2 separate regions of the Ovis canadensis genome follow, and region 2 is linked to region 1. A link is a contact called in public Hi-C data. All regions are on one chromosome and are shown on one strand. Each heading gives the region's core, a stretch centred on a gene start, on an enhancer-like site or on the middle of the called end of the contact. The rest is flanking DNA. Distances are from core to core; before and after follow the strand shown. Region 1 overlaps ZMYND8 (zinc finger MYND-type containing 8). Region 2 overlaps ZMYND8 (zinc finger MYND-type containing 8).

Region 1 (4,668 bases), core at 934-3,433:
CTGACAGGCGGTTCAATCATAATTCCATGCCCAGTTCATATTCCCCCTGAAGTCAGCTCATGCCACCCCCCTTTCATGTCCCCTGAACCTAAATCCCACTTCCAGCACCACTGGGAAACCTCCAGCCACCCTAACAAGGGACATCACTTCTTCCTCTATGTACTCAATACGCAGAAATGAGAAAAAAAAAAAAGTTTGGTTTTCAACAGAAGAGAATGATCTAGAAGAGAAAAAGACCCTGGTTGGAGCTGAAGGACCCTGAAAACAGCAGAACAGTTCTCACTGAGGATGAACCCTTTCGGAAGGCCTTAAAACTGGTTTGAGAGTGGGCAGGGGAAACACCCACTGGGCTAGAAGACAGCTCAAACTCCACAGAAGAGGAGAACCAGAAAAGTTAGCGCCAGCCTGCCAGGTTACCCTCGAGAGGAAAGATTTCTACAGAAAGCTCATCTACTAGAAATGGGGTTTTTTCCTCTTCAGGCTCAAGAACCCTCCTCCTCGGAATGTAGGCACTGGGTCCTCAGGGACTGTTTCACAGTTTCATTCTGCTTGGAGAAATGCCTCAATGCCAGCAACCCCCTCACTCCCGCTGACCAGGCAAGGGCGCCCCCGAGAATCCCTAAGGAAACCCAGTCTGCAAACCACCGCCCTGAACCCTTCAGGCTCTCCCTGAGGACATGGCTCCCCTCTGCCCGTGCGGAACATAAGAGCACATTCACCCACCAGGGGGCAACATACCAGAGCCTTGGTTGGAGCCTAAGAGAATGGAGGAGGGCGTCTCCCTGGAGCCAGAGAGGTCGACGGTCTAGAAACACAAAAAGAGAGACATGGAGGCAAGGCACTGGGGTCAACGGAGCCCTCCCAGGGAAGCCCCGGGATCCATGGGGGTGCTCGTCACGGCCCCGCCAGCACCTTCATGGCCCCTACCTGGTGTGCTCAGGGAGGGGAGGCCAGGTCAGCTGGGGTGGCTCCCCCCTGTGCCCTTTTCTGGCCTGTCTCCCTGGACACAGGAACTAGGGGGGGCCCTTACTCCACTCTAGAGCCTCAGTGTCAAGAACACTGTTCCTCAACTGCCCTCTCTCTAACCTACTCTCCTCTTCAGATTTCTACCCGGTCACAAAAGAAGTACAGCTGTCCCCCAGGACCCAAGGTGGAACGGTTCCAGGAGCCCCCAAGGATGCACAAGCTCCTTATATAAAATGGCCCAGAAGGATGACTATAACTGTGCCTTTGTATCCGAGGGTTTCGCATTCACGGATTCAACCAAACACAGAATGGCATTTTGGCAGGCTGCATCTGCAGATGAGAAATCCACGGATACGGAGGGCTGACTACATATTACACCATATTATACTGATTCACTTTTATTTCACAATAACCTCTTCCTAGGCAATACTATCAATGAAATCAAAGAGGTTTGACTTCTGGGATGACTTGATGTTTTCCCTAATACACGTGAAGTAAAACCATAATGACTACAAACGTAAAAAATGACCAATGTGTCATCTAAAATAATGTCTGCATACAATCCATATACCACACCCTGGGAAAATAAGAGGTGCAATCTCTGTGTCCAATACGGCAGCCACCAGCCCCCGCGGCTATTGCATTTAAATTAATTATTACTAAATTAATTTATAACATCTGAAATCCAGGTTCTTGGTCACACTGGCCACAGTTCGAGTGCTCAATAGCCACCTGAGGCTGGTGATTCCCACAAGGGGCAGAGGAGATACAGAACACTGCCATCATCACAGAAGGTTCTGCTGGACAATGCTTGCCCTCAACACACACCTGAGGAGGAGGCCTGCAGAGACCCTGTCGCCCCCACCTGCAGCCTGAAGACAGACTCACCGTGGCGGTGGGAGGGGGGCAGGTCTGAGATTCTGCTTGGCCCCGAGGCGCGTGGGACAGATACTCACCGAGCCACCGTCCTTGCTTTTCTCAGCTGGCGTCTCCTTCTCTTTCGAGGCGCTGCTTTCCGTGGGGGCTGCCTGAGTGCTGGAGGAGGTGCCCTGGGATGATTTAGTTAGTGTTTCTGTGTTTACCTCAGGGTCTGCTTCCTGCTGAGGGGCGGTAGCTGCGGGCAAAGGGCAACAGAAGCCATGTATAAGCCGAGCGTAGTAGCGCCCAGGCCCGCAGGGAACCCTGCTCCGTGCAAACCACCACGTGTTAAGAGATGCCAGCCAACCCCGCCCAGGGCACAGCGCCGGCCCAGAATAGCTGGACCGGAGTCTTCCCAGACGCAATAATTCCAAACTGTGCGTGAAGATATGTTCATTTTTCAGAGTCTGTGATTTAAGTTTTATTAAATCATTCTGGAGACAAAAGCCTGTTTGTGAAACAAACAGCCTAGTACAGTTGTTCCAATTACTCATTTCATAATTTCTAATTTTAGACCAGTGTTCACCTCATGAACTCGCTTTCACCCTGTAACAGCAGAGTTGAGAAGTTTTGACAGACCCCATGGGCCACAAATCCTAAAACATTTATTCTCTGGACCTTCATAAAAAAAGCTTACCAACCCCTGCCTAGAGCTTCTCAAACTTGGGTCATTCATCGACTGCCTTTGAAAAATTTGCCAGTGCACTGATACATTCCCTTGTCATATTATTTATGTTATTTGCATTTAAATAAATTCTTTGAAGTGGAGACTTTTACTTCTAAACACAGGAATCTAATATTGGCCATAAATAAGCACTAACTATAAAATATTACTGCTGCTAAGTCACTTCAGTTGTGTCTGACTCTGCGAGACCCCACAGACGGCAGCCCACCAGGCTCCCCCGTCCCTGGGATTCTCCAGGCAAAACACTGGAGTGGGTTGACATTTCCTTCTCCAACGCGTGAAAGTGAAGTCGCTCAGTCGTGTCCGACTCTTAGCGACCCCATGGACTGCAGCCCACCAGGCTCCTCTGTCCATGGGATTTTCCAGGCAAGAGTACTGGAGTAGGGTGCCACTGCCTTCTCCAAAATATTACTAATAAATATTATTAATAAGTTCTAACTAGACGGTGTTTCCTGCTAAAGTCTCCTGGTCTGGGATCTGCTCACTTTGCATTAGAAAGAGATTTTAAAGACAGATTAGTTCCAAACCAACACTTTGCCGTTCACAGAAGAACTGGTGATTGTTTGAAGCCTTGAGTCCAGGGTGGGCTCCATGGTGGGGGGCTGTCACTGGAGAAGGGGGTAGAAGACGCACTGGATTTGAGTGTGTGTCTGCTTAGTCACTCAGTCATGTCTGACTCTTTGTGACCCCATGAACTGAAGCCTGCCAGGCTCCTCTGTCTGTGGGATTCTCCAGGCAAGCATACTAGAGTGGACTGCCATTCCATTCTCCAGGGGATCTTCTCAACCCAGGGATCGAACCCAGGTCTCCTGCATTGCAGGCAGATTCTTCACCATCTGAGCCACCAGGGACGCCCACATTTGGTTTGGGCAGAGACAGATATTGCCCCCAGTGCAGAACCACAGCAAGCCACAGGAAGCTGAAGTCATCTGGGCTGTCATTACAAGCTCCGTTCACACAAGGGAACGCCGCCAAGGAAACCAGAAGGTAGAGACAACGGAGCCTGGGGACTTGGCCACGTGTCTGCCTGCTCTCTTGTGTGCAGGAGTCACTTGTGGTGAGTGAGCATGGCAAGTGTCCTGTGGTCCACGGGGGGACAAGGGCCCGTCCACCACAGCCTGGGCAAGCGGGCGCTCCTAAGGCCCTACCTGACTGGGTGCAAGACTTCATGTGCTCGGGCCAGTGGGCCTGCTGGCAGGGGTAGTCACAGTAGCTGGTGTTCCAGCAGCAGTAGAAGATGGCCTCCTTCTTGCAGTTGGCGCACCACTGCTTCTTCTTGGTCTCGTCCACCGCCTGCTGCTTCTCCAGCTCCAGCTGCTTCTTCACCTCGGCAATGAGCCGGTCCCGCTCCTGCTCCAGGCTCTGCCGCATCTCCGCCATGGTCAGCTCTGCCAGGGGAGGGGAGGGGAGAGGACGCCAACGTCACTCCCCCAGCCCGAGCCGTGGGCTCATTCACAGCAGGTCAGAGGGTGGACCCTAACAGCTGTGAATCCCTGTGAATCCCTCGGGGATGTCCTGGTCATGCGAGCCAGTGCAGAGAGTCACTCAGCCTCCCTGAGCTCCAACGTCCTCATCTGTAAAATGGGCATCCACCCAGCTGACCTGAAGAACTATTTGTAATCAGGAATGTCAGGTCCTGAGGATACTGATAATGGGGCTCCGTGGGGACTCTGCAAGAAGTGCTCACATAAATCCTCAGAGCATTTTTCACTCAATTCATTTTGAAATTTATCATTCATATAAGCTTTTTTTTTCTATCAAATACTTATACAGCACCTATGATCTGTAGGCACTGTTGTAAACACTTTATAAATATGAACTCTTTTAATCCTTAATCTTAAGGAGGTGTCTACTACTATAATACCCATTTCACAGATGAGGAAACTAAGGCACACAGCTGCTAAGATGGGCAGAGCTGGGACTACAACTTAGATATACTTCCTTTTGATGTGTTTAGTGGCAGTGGATCTAATCTGCCAGACAGGACATCAGGACTGATCATTAGGCTGACAGGACAATTATCAAACAGCTCAGGCTACTGAGATGTCTCTCAATTTTACAACAGGTCAGAGCTCACAAGCAGGAGCAGCTACCACAGC
Region 2 (4,668 bases), core at 1,276-3,775, 44 kb after region 1:
AATTATGCCTTCAAATGGATGCCAGTCCTTTTATAAAGCCATAAATCTTGCCCAAAGGAAGACCTAATTGCCTTTGAAGTCACAAATAATTTAATCAGATAATCTACTTTGATGTACAATTCACGAGTGCCGGCTAAAACACATCATTTATTATCTACATTCACAAAACCCCCAGCCTGTGCTAAGTGCCCTTTTGACTACATGAAATACAAGCTGTAGAATTAAATTAGAAAAAAGGGGCCCTTTCCTCCCACGCACCCCAGCACTCTGGGTGGTGTAGCCGGTGGAGGAGTTATGATTCATGCTTCAGCTCCTCTACTTACAGAACTTTGGAAGCAACCTATACATTCAAAGGGCTGCTGGCATCTTGCACCACTCTTGGTGGCTTGTACAAAGGACCTACATAGCACAGAATCACTGGGTGATCCAGTACAGGACAGAAATGCTGTTCTGAATGGTTATTGAGTAACACGGAAAAGTGGTCAGAACACAGTTTTATTTTCCTCAGTTCAGCTTCAGTCACTCTGTCGTGCCCCACTCTTTGGGACCCCGTGGGCTGTGGCTCACCAGGCCCCTCTGTCCATTGAATTCCCCAGGCAAGAATACCAGAGTGGGCAGCCATTCCCTTCTCCAAGGGATCTTTCCAACCCAAGGATAGAACTAGGGTCTCCCACATTGCAGGCAGATTCTTTACCATCTGAGCCACCAGGGAAGCCCATTCAGAATCCAAGGTTAAACAGGTCTACACTAAAGAGGTGGTCCACGAAGCACTTAGTTCACCGGTGCATTTGACGCAGCCTACAGTTTTTTTCACTTGTCTTGGTTTCTAAGATCCCACAGCATGTGCGATCTTAGGATCCCAGCAAGGACTGAACCATGCCCCCTGTGCTGGGACAGCAGAGTCTTAAATCATTAGACAACCAGGGAAGTCCCTCTGAGCTATTTTTTAAAATTGGAGATAACGTGTTAGAGCTGGGGTAGTCTGCATTTTAAAAAATATTTGGGATTTCTCTTGAACAACACAGAAACGTGGCAACACTGAGCCAACCTTCCCACTTGGCTAGAACCAGCAAGGGGAGAGGGCCACCAGTGACTTTAAAAAAGCACAGGTCTCTAGCTCAGCACACACATACAGGAAGAGTCAGTACTGCTTTGAGAAGCATTATAGACACAGCACCCATGAGTGGTTAAATGGTCATGAAGACAAGCAGATTTCTGCTTCAGTTCAGTCCCTATCGCTTCCAATCCTTGCTTATTTCTGTATCTGCCTGATCCCTCAAAGTACTTGAGTTTTCAACTTGGCATATGATTGTGCCAACTAACATAGGAAAAAAGCTCAGGACGGGGAATTCTCTGCAAGTCCAGTGCTTAGGACTCCTCATGTTCACTGCCAAGGTTCAATCCCTGGTCGAGGAACTAGCATCCAGCATGCTGTGTGGTGCAGCCAAAAAAGAAAAAGTTCAGGAAACAATCTCTAAGGGCTGACTGTGGAAGGTGGGATTATCCCTGACTTTAGTTTTTGCAACTAACCATTGCTTTATGACAAATAGGTATTGATTTCACAGGGCAAAGTGTATACGAAACCATCTTCCTTTCTCCCTGGAGTAACCCATGTGGAGCTGCAAGACCAAAGAACCACCATTAGCCCAGAGGCTGGTGAAAGCCAGCCCCAGGATTCTTACTCTGTATGTGTGAAGTCGCTCAGTCGTGTCCGACTCTTTGCGACCCCGTGGACTGTAGCCTACCAGGCTCCTCCCTCCGTGGGATTCTCCAGGCAAGAGTACTGGAGTGGGTTGCCATTTCCTTCTCCAGGGGATCTTCCCAACCCAGGGATCGAACACAGGTCTCCAGCATTCCAGGCAAATGCTTTAACCTCTGAGCCACCAGGGATTCTTACTTTAATACATATTAATTGTAGTTTTCTATGTATAATTTCAATATGCATATAAAATGCAACAGGATCCTGCAAGCAAAATACTGGCAAGGCATCAATTCTGGCCAGGAGGTCTAGAGAGAGGAAGCAGACAAAGCACGGAGAATATAAACTACTCTGACCCGTAACATGACAAGATTCCAGGAGTGAACAGCTTCTGGCTGACCGAAGTGCTCCTCGAAGACTAAAACCAGCCCTGAGGATTACAGACACATGATTCTGAGCTCCTCAATGCCCTAAACAAAAGGAGGTTTCTAAACTCTCGTGAAATTTTTATCTAATAACTTATTTCAATGTGTACGTTTATGCTGCACACTATAAATTTTTCCCTGCTGAAACGAGTAAGGTTTTGCAATCCTATGACAGGCTACTATTTTAATACAATCTTAGATAAAACACAGTCTTGTCTCAGTTATATTCTCAACGATTGTGGGGGCATTTCAACAAATATCCATGTCTTCTTCCACTACATGCTATTATCACTGCCAACAGCAGAGGGCAGTGGCATGCAGGGCAAAGAAAGCCAGTCTCAGAATCTGGCTGTGGAACTCCCTCATTCTCAGAGACCTCAATTTGCCTTCTGTAAGAGAAGGAGAGTGACTCAGAGTTTCTCTTAGTCTGTACCACAAATTGGCAAACCAACCCATGTTGCCTGCAAGCTAAGAAGGGTGCTGTTCTTCTTGTTTCATCACTAAGTCGTGTCCAACTCTTTTTTTGACCCCATGAACTGCAGCTCGCCAGGCTCCTCTGTCCATGGGATTTCCCAGGCAGGAATACTGGAGTGGGTTGACATTTCCTTCTCCAGGGGATCTGCCCCACCTGGAATTGAACTTGCATCTCCTGCAATGCAGGCAGATTCATTACTGCTGAGTCACTTGGGAAGCCAAGAAGGGTATTTACCATTTTTAAGTGGTTTAGGGGAGAAAAAAAGGAGTCACAGCTCCTGAAAAGGTAACAATCATATGGAATTCAAATTTCAGCATCACAGTCACATACTTACTGCCTATGGCTATTTTAGTAACACAAACAAGGTGTTGAGTAATTGCAGAGTTGACAAGAGACCTACAAAGCCTAAAATATTTACCATCTGGCTCCAGAAAGGGGACAGTTTCTAAGACTAAAAAGATTTTTAATAAATACCTTCTCTTCCTACACTACTCATTGGCTGCCTAACTAATGATCAGCAAAATAACCCAGACACATACTAGCAAGCAGATTATGTTTCAGAAACAGATTTTAAATTCTACTGAAATGGGGCATCTGCTAACTCACCACCTCAAAAGTCACTCAAATAATGAGGAACTTCGTCAGGAATTCTGGCATCATTTCAACCTCTGCCCTCTCGAGGGATGAGAGAAGTTTAATTAAACCCACGATATGTGTTCCTCATACTCCTCTGAACTGTGTTTCCTGAAATATGGTGTAGAAACATCCACAGTGGTTCACGGACCAACATGTTTTACTGTACAAGCTATGTGCTAATTTCATGTACTTAAGGGGGAAAAAAAAAGCAAGCAATTTAAACACATGAGCTTGTGTATTTTATTTAGCTTCACATGAAGCTAAATTGTGGGTCTAACATATAAGAATGTAATAAAACAGGTGGTATGCACATTATAGCAAAAAAAAAAAAAATCATGGTGATGAAAAGTTCAGTTCAGTTCAGTCGCTCAGTCATGTCCAACTCTGCGACCCCATGAATCGCAGCATGCCAGGCCTCCCTGTCCATCACCAACTTCCGGAGTTCACCCAAACTCATGTGCATCGAGTCGGAGATGCCATCCAACCATCTCATCCTCTGTCGTCCCCTTCTCCTCCTGCCCCCAATCCCTCCCAGCATCAGGGTCTTTTCCAATGAGTCAACTCTTCGAATGAGGTGGCCAAAGTATTGGAGTTTCAGCCTCAGCATCAGTCCTTCCAATGAACACCCAGGACTGGTCTCCTTTAGGATGGACTGTTCGGATCTCCTTGCAGTCCAAGGGACTCTCAAGAGTCTTCTCCAACACCACAGTTCAAAAACATCAAGATGGACAGAGGTACGTGACATTGTACAGGAGACAGGAATCAAGACCATCCCCATGGAAAAGAAATGCAAAAAAGCAAAATGGCTGTCTGAGGAGGCCTTACAAATAGCTGGGAAAAGAAGAGAAGCAAAAAGCAAAGGAGAAAAGGAAAGATATACCCATTTGAATGCAGAGTATCAAAGAATAGCAAAGAGAGATAAGAAAGCCTTCCTTAGTGATCAGTGCAAAGAAATAGAGGGAAACAATAGAATGGGAAAGACTAGATAGAGATCTCTTCAAGAAAATTAGAGATACCAACGGAACATTTCATGCAAAGATGGGCTCAATAAAGGACAGAAATGGTATGGACCTAACAGAAGCAGAAGATATTAAGAAGAGGTGGCAAGAATACACAGAAGAACTATACAAAAAAGAGCTTCACGACCAAGATAATCACAATGGTGTGATCACTCACCTAGAGCCAGACATCCTGGAATGTGAAGTCAAGGGGGCCTTAGAAAGCATCACTATGAACAAAGCTAGTGGAGATGATGGAATTCCAGTGGAGCTATTTCAAATCCTGAAAGATGATGCTGTGAAAGTGCTACACTCAATATGCCAACAAATGTGGAAAACTCAGCAGTAGCCACAGGACTAGAAAAGGTCAGTTTTCATTCCAATCCCAAAGAAAGGCAATGCCAAAGAATGCTCAAACTACTGCACAATTGCACT

The links. Hi-C and Micro-C count contacts between places; a contact is called where the count stands out from the background.
Region 2: a Hi-C map of fibroblasts shows a contact between it and region 1, with 3 times the contacts expected there. The contact joins two enhancer-like sites. A contact is called at or near these places in 2 of 2 Hi-C or Micro-C datasets (fibroblasts and lung).

Annotation. Positions count from the first base shown.
Region 1 is chr13:91,127,553-91,132,220 of ARS-UI_OviCan_v2, forward strand. ZMYND8 (zinc finger MYND-type containing 8) reads right to left here. Exons shown (of 23, transcript XM_069548737.1): 19 at 3,718-3,957; 20 at 1,923-2,080; 21 at 739-805. Among named protein-coding and RNA genes, the nearest start is that of ZMYND8, 120 kb to the right of the region's middle. Within about 2 kb of position 2,184, the one cell type or tissue checked has open chromatin away from gene starts, as enhancers often do. A contact at or near this core is called in fibroblasts, where this site is marked.
Region 2 is chr13:91,171,521-91,176,188 of ARS-UI_OviCan_v2, forward strand. The region is part of intron 11 of ZMYND8 (zinc finger MYND-type containing 8); the gene reads right to left. Among named protein-coding and RNA genes, the nearest start is that of ZMYND8, 72 kb to the right of the region's middle. Within about 2 kb of position 2,526, the one cell type or tissue checked has open chromatin away from gene starts, as enhancers often do. A contact at or near this core is called in fibroblasts, where this site is marked.